Linked DNA regions of Mus musculus: region 1 is linked to region 2. Evidence: chromatin contacts called from public promoter capture Hi-C data. All regions are on one chromosome and are shown on one strand. Each heading gives the region's core, a stretch centred on a gene start, on an enhancer-like site or on the middle of the called end of the contact. The rest is flanking DNA. Distances are from core to core; before and after follow the strand shown.

The links. Promoter capture Hi-C pulls out the DNA fragments that hold promoters and counts their contacts.
Region 1: a promoter capture Hi-C map of liver shows a contact between it and region 2, with 2.7 times the contacts expected there. The contact joins the enhancer-like site here to the promoter of Med9os in region 2. A contact is called at or near these places in 6 of 39 promoter capture datasets (the HPC-7 cell line, cranial neural crest, embryonic stem cells and 3 more), 3 of 484 Hi-C or Micro-C datasets (cerebellar granule neurons, cortical neurons and nephron progenitors), 2 of 115 datasets of contacts at active chromatin or transcription factors (astrocytes and large pre-B cells) and 2 of 9 other capture datasets (liver and macrophages).

The regions. Positions count from the first base shown.
Region 1 is chr11:60,300,406-60,303,438 of GRCm38.p6, forward strand. The region is part of intron 1 of Tom1l2 (target of myb1-like 2 (chicken)); the gene reads right to left. Among named protein-coding and RNA genes, the nearest start is that of Gm38501, 43 kb to the left of the region's middle. Within about 2 kb of position 1,541, at least 131 of the 459 cell types and tissues checked have an H3K27ac peak or open chromatin away from gene starts, as enhancers often do. A contact at or near this core is called in the HPC-7 cell line, astrocytes, embryonic stem cells and 1 more, where this site is marked.
Region 2 is chr11:59,946,299-59,949,401 of GRCm38.p6, forward strand. Med9os (mediator complex subunit 9, opposite strand) reads right to left here and starts at 1,849. Exons shown (of 2, transcript NR_045273.1): 1 at 1,526-1,849; 2 at 594-798. It overlaps Med9 (mediator complex subunit 9), which reads left to right and starts at 1,916. Exons shown (of 2, transcript NM_138675.3): 1 at 1,916-2,180. The coding sequence starts at 1,969.

The DNA.
Region 1 (3,033 bases), core at 291-2,790, 350 kb after region 2:
TATTAAGAGACTCCATGCACTTCCTTGTACACTATGCAGAGCTAGTAGACTGAATCCCACACAGGTTGTGTAACTTACTGAGGCCAGCATGACTTTAAACAGTAGTTCTAACTGGGTCACCTTGAACAATACAGAACAAAGCTTGCCAAGGGAGACATGCAAACAGAATGACCAAATGCAGTGGGGAGTGAGCATCTTCCTAGCTTAGGAGATTTTACTGTAGAAAAAGAAAGTTAATGCCATGTAGCTTTTCTTTCTCGGTGCTGGAAATGACAGCATGACGATGTTTGCTTTAACAGGGTGGGCTCATGGGGAGAGCCTGACACCGTGTCACCCCCACACACTGACAGTTCACGTATGTGAGAAGGGTGATACAGCCGAGTTTCCCATGGAAGTGAAGAACGGTACCAGTCCTCCTCCTCCCCCTCCCTTCCACTCCTTTGGAGGCCAGGCCCTGTAGGCAGGCAGATCCTTTCTTGATAAAAACATTCCCAATCACTAACTGACAGGTCAAGCAAAACTTCTCTGGAGAATACACTGGAACAAAAAGCAATTTGGCTTCATGAAAGTGACCAAAGCAGCACTGGGAAACCGTCAGCTTTCATTTGGATGACCAGGTATTCCCACTTAGGAATCAATTACAATAGACTGGAGCTACAGCTTAGTGGAGATGAGGACCCTGCTTCCATTTTTAATACCATAGAAAATGAAGAGTCACGACTAATTTATTTTTGGTGTGGTAATAACCATGGACTGATTATTATTGAGGCTCAATGAGTAATACGTGGGGATCGTTATAATCATCATTTCCCTTTTTTGTGTGTTTGGAACTTTCCATAAGAAAAAGAAAAAAGCCAAGGAGAAAGCATAAGGCCATTCATAACTTTAGCCTGGCCATAGATGCCTGAGGAAGGAAGGAAGGAAGCGGGGAGAAGAAGCGCCAACTGCAAGCATGCATCATTGAGAAAAACTGCTCTTCCCAACAAATGAGAGGACAGCTATGCAATGAGGGTACATCAACAAGGCAAGAATGCTATGTAGCTTTTAAAAATGATAAATACTTTGGCCTAGTTGCTAAGTGGAAATGAGCAGTGGAATGCTAAGCAGAAAGGCAGCAGCACAAAATATTATGTGCATACTAATAACAAGGTAAAAATGCATGCCTCCATAATGGGAAGGCTCACAGGAGACTGCAGAAGCCACATCCTCCCTTTAACACACAGCTTCGGTGGCCTCCTATTAGTGAGGGAGGCCACCCCCACAAGTGCACTTGCAGAATTAATTGTGCCCCTCTGGGATCCCTATGATGGGCTCGCTTACTCTCTATGGCTTAAATAATGTCTTTCCACAGACTTGCCTTCCCTGATAGACAGCGAGTTCTACCTGCACACAGCAGGTAGTCAGTGATGTCTGACCAAAAGAGTAGAACATAAATAGCTACTGTCTGAAATGTCTCAGGGAATTCTTCCTTCAGAGCTACTCACACCCACAGGAACCATTCAGGAAAAGCATTCCTTGGTGGTAATCAGAGAACAATGCCTCCAGTTCTGATTCACAAAGTGCTGCCTGCACTGTGGGCAACACAAAGCCAGGCAGACTTCCTGTCCAGACCCGCAAGCAAATGAGTCTCACTGCTGTGGCTCCTGATACTTAACTCCCCAGGTACAGCTGGGGAACAGGCCTCCCCTCAGCCCGACACTGTGGTGAGAAGTAAGGGCAGGAGGGCAGCCAGGACCATGGCCACTCCTAGCTCTGTGCAGGGAGGGTGTTAGATCACACTGGAGCTTCAGGGGCTCCTGAGGGCAACAGCAGGGACAGTCCAGGGCCTTCCGGTGGGGTATCACCTGTTCTTAGCTACCCAGATGCCGCCCCATCCCTCCTGCCTACAGGTGCTTTGAGTAACAGGCTTGAGGAGAGGGCTGATATTTTAGGATGCCAGAAAGAAATTCAGATAGCCACTGTTCAGAGCAGCAGTGTGGGGCAGGGGACCGTGCCACTAGACAGGAAATCTGGTAAGGTCAAGTGGATTCAGGAGCTCCAGCAATTTTCATAATTGAGAACGGTAGGCATTAAATCTACCCTCAACCAGGTTCCTGTTCTGAAACATGTGACCATGACACCCCACGGAGAGGACTGTTACAATCAGTCTCTTAGGGACAACACCTGCAGTCCTTCCCCATGCAGATAAGGCATCCCTGACATCTCAGACCAAGGCAATAGAAAGCATCTGCCTCTAGATCCCACCCCACCCCAACACGTTTATAAGGCCCTATCCTCAAGGAATAAGGTGCACAAGTTATTTCACCAAAGATTGTCTGAGTGCCTGTCTTACCGATCGAGCTGTAACACTCCAGGGAAGAGGGTTCTCTCTTGAATCTTTCATCTGGATCTTAACCTGACCCAACCAGCAGAGTGCTGGAGCCTACGGCAGCCACTTCCTCCTCCGTAGCTCCAACCTTTGCCCCTAGTTGCCTACTGCATCCTGACACGACACCTGACTGCCATCAACTTCACAGCAGCAGCTGTGGAAGAGGCCCTGCAGCCTGCCTTGCTCTGGCTTCCTCTCAGAGAGCTGCAACTCTTTGGCTGCTCTGGCCAGGGCCAGAGCTCCTTGGATCCCCATAGACAGTGCCCGGTATACAGACCAGCACTTTGTTTAACTCTTCTTAAATAAGATGTCTGAGAATCTGGTAGACTTTTCTAGAAAAGCTCTCACACACAATTCTACACACCTTCTCAACAGGTTCTTCACTCAAACCAAACCACGGTAGCTACTAACAGGAATGTTAAAAATAATATGGATGCTCACGAATAGCAAGACAGTGGCCAGGCCTAAGGTGAAGTTGTTACCTTGATGTGCAGCAGCTCTCTAGGAAAAGCTTAGTTCTGTGCATTTGTGAAGACCCCCAGCACAGAGAGCTGCCCTGACTCCATGCCTGTATTCAGGGAAGGCAGGAGAGTGGGTCTCACTTGGATGCTCTGATCTGAGCCCATGCTGTTCTTCTCAAGGCCCTAGAAGACAAGGCTGTTATA
Region 2 (3,103 bases), core at 599-3,098:
CCTCCTTTTCTGACTTAGATCAGAATGGCTGTACACACACACACACACGTATTTGCAATAATCAGCTTTAAGGAAGCCAGAACAGGGAGCAGTTTTCTGAAAGCTGTTTGCCGTGATGTGAAGTCAGCTCTATTCTTTGTCACTAATTATATTAACTATTTTTAGGGCAAACTGTCAATGCACCATACTTATTCATGCTTCCTACGTTATCAATTTGTTTTGTTTAGCCATATCTATTTATATCTCAAGAGCTTTTTAAAGAGATGCCCTCATTCTGCCAAAGATAGATTTGGGACTTGTAATTAAGTTATAAAACACATTAAGGGGGGAAAGATGATGTTTGGTTGCTATGAGGATAGTATCAATGGCTACTAGATGCTTTTTGAATTCTGAATAAAAGCTCACATTAACATTTTGAATCAAAAGTTACAGATCAGGGAGGAGCCTGGCATCACATACCTGTAGATTTTAGACATAGACTTGGTGTCAAGGAAGCTCTGTGGCTTTGTGATCCTGGGGCTGCTATTATAGCCCTGTAAACTTTTGTTTCTTTTTCTATAAAATGGAAAACTAAGATATACCTTCCAGAGTTTCTCGGTGGATTAAATGAGGGTTTTAATGGTTTCTCGTCACTTTCATTCCACAGTAGTAGTGATAGCTACTGTTTGCTAACACTGCCGTTTTACCATGCATTCTCCCAGATGTCTCCAGAGGTGTCTTCAAGTCTTTTCTGGCACACCTGGTTCCATCTTAGACCATTCTCTTCTCCCTTCTTCCTCAGGAATCATGGCCCTTCCCCTAAGGTGGAGAGGTCCTGGGTTAGAAGGAAATCCTACAGTTTCCTGCAGTGAGAAATGTTCTTCTAATCAGACACTTAGTTCCACAGGGGCCTGTATTCCCTAACTCCACTCCCCCCACCCACCTTTCCCTTTGGGTGATTAGCCCATTGAGTCATATTGAGAAGTTGTGTTCCCACTAATGGGATGAAATGCACCTAAGCCTGAGATGGAAGAAAGTGGCCATTTTGTTGAGTGTTTCTGCTATCTTATCTTGAGTTCTGGTGCACTCATTTTCAAGAAATAAATAAATCACCTTGTTTCACTTTGTTTCTGTCTTCTTTTGAGCAACACTGAGATTATTCTTTTCCTGACAGTGCCTCTGTTTAGAGAACTATCTGCAGCTCTGAAGAAAACAATTCTGAGACCTGTAGCTAAAAAACCTGAAAACACCATTGTGAAGTTCCACGTTCCTGCTTCTTTTTGTTTCTGAGATGTGGGCTCCTGGCCTCTCTTTACTGACATGGTTCCTGTCATCAAAGACAGATGTCCTCTCCCAGTTGACAGCTTCCCTAATCCCTGATTTTTGTTAGTCAGAATCAGAATTACTGCTACCCTTGTCCAGAAAATTTTTAATGGAGCCCATTTGCTTGAAATGAATAAATACAAGCCTATCGTAAAGTTCTCCTATTTGGTCCAAGATCTTAGTCTTATATACGTATGTAGTCTGGCACCTGCTAGATGCATACCAAATGCTTGAAGAACGATTAGTTTTCCCCTTGGCAGCCGTGTGGAACTAGTTTGTATGGCCTGTTTTGCTGTCGCCAGTCTGGGGCCCTCCTGGAGGCTAGCATGACACAAAGACGTGTAAGTCCTTGTCATCTGGATGCTCGCTGCCGCAGAGCCTCAGTTTCACACGGTGCTCACCAGCGTCATCCGTTCTTCCTGCCAGTCCCGGGGGTCCTCGTTGGTGTTTTGACCTCTCTCTGTCATGTGAACTAGAAAGATGACTGGAGTAGATTCCCTAATCCTGACTACTCAATTTAGCTTTCCCGACACCCGTCGCCTAGCAACGCCCGCCCGCCTACGCCCAGGGCGCAGACTCAGAGTTTTTTCCCGCCCGGCCTCCCCGGGCGCGCAGTTGTGACGCAAGCACCCAGCGCCCCTCGGCAGCTGCTGGACTCCTGGTGCTATGGCTTCCTCTGGGGTGGCGGGTGGGAGACAGGCCGAAGATACGCTACAGCCACCGCCCGAGCTGCTGCCGGAGTCCAAGCCGCCACCACCGCCTCAGCCTCTGCCGGTCGCTGCGCTCCCGCCGCCGGCGGCTCCGCGGCCTCAGTCCCCCGCTGGCGCGAAGGAGGAGAATTACTCCTTTTTGCCGTTGGTTCACAATGTCATCAAATGGTAAGGGTCTAGGAAAGGTTAAGACACCACTTTTTGCGACTCTAGTGTCCCTGGTTCCGAGCTGCCAAAGCCCGTGGGCTCTGGACCACGCCCCATTTTCCCAGAGGGCCCACGTTGTCAGGCGCCTTAAGAGTTACACTTTACTCCCGGGTGAAGCCCACGTACTGATCAAATGCATAGATAGGTTCTGCAGTGTCCCATCCCAGATCCTGCAGTGACTTGGGGATGGGTCTTAAGTCCTTACACATAGCCCGAAGGCAATTTTATACAGTTGTTTTAATTCGCCTGCGTTTTGACTGTTCGCATGAAGCCCAGAGCGGAATTTCTCACTTGTGGCATTATATGAGCCCCGAAAAGTGTTCGAATTTTGGTGGACCTCAGACGTTCAGACTCGAGATTCTCACCGTGTACACAGTTTAGTACCCATTTCAATGCGAGGCATCTTACCTGTGTGGGCTCTGTTAGGTACTAGGGTTGTACACCGTAAAGAAAGGAGCAGCCATTTACCCTTACAGGGCTTAACGGTTACAAGCAAAGAAAAACAAACAAACATTCTTAAAAGTGGAGAGATGGCGCACACCTTTAATCCCAGCACTTGGGAGGCAGAGGCAGGCGGATTTCTGAGTTCGAGGCCAGCCTGGTTTACAGAGTGAGTTCCAGGACAGCCAGGGCTATCCAGAGAAACCCTGTCTCCAAACAAACAAGTGGAGAGGGGAGAAGTGATGCTAGGAAACATTTGAAACGAAGACACAGAAGTTGCTCTGAATGATTGTGTCCCACTATTAACTTTATTCTAATAATTCTAATAGAATATACAAGGATGTATGGTCTTTTAGGCCCAAAGTCTCCAGTCTCCATGATGGCCTATGTTTTTGCTCACTCCATATACGCTTGGGTCATTTCCAAGAGGTACACTTTTTGGT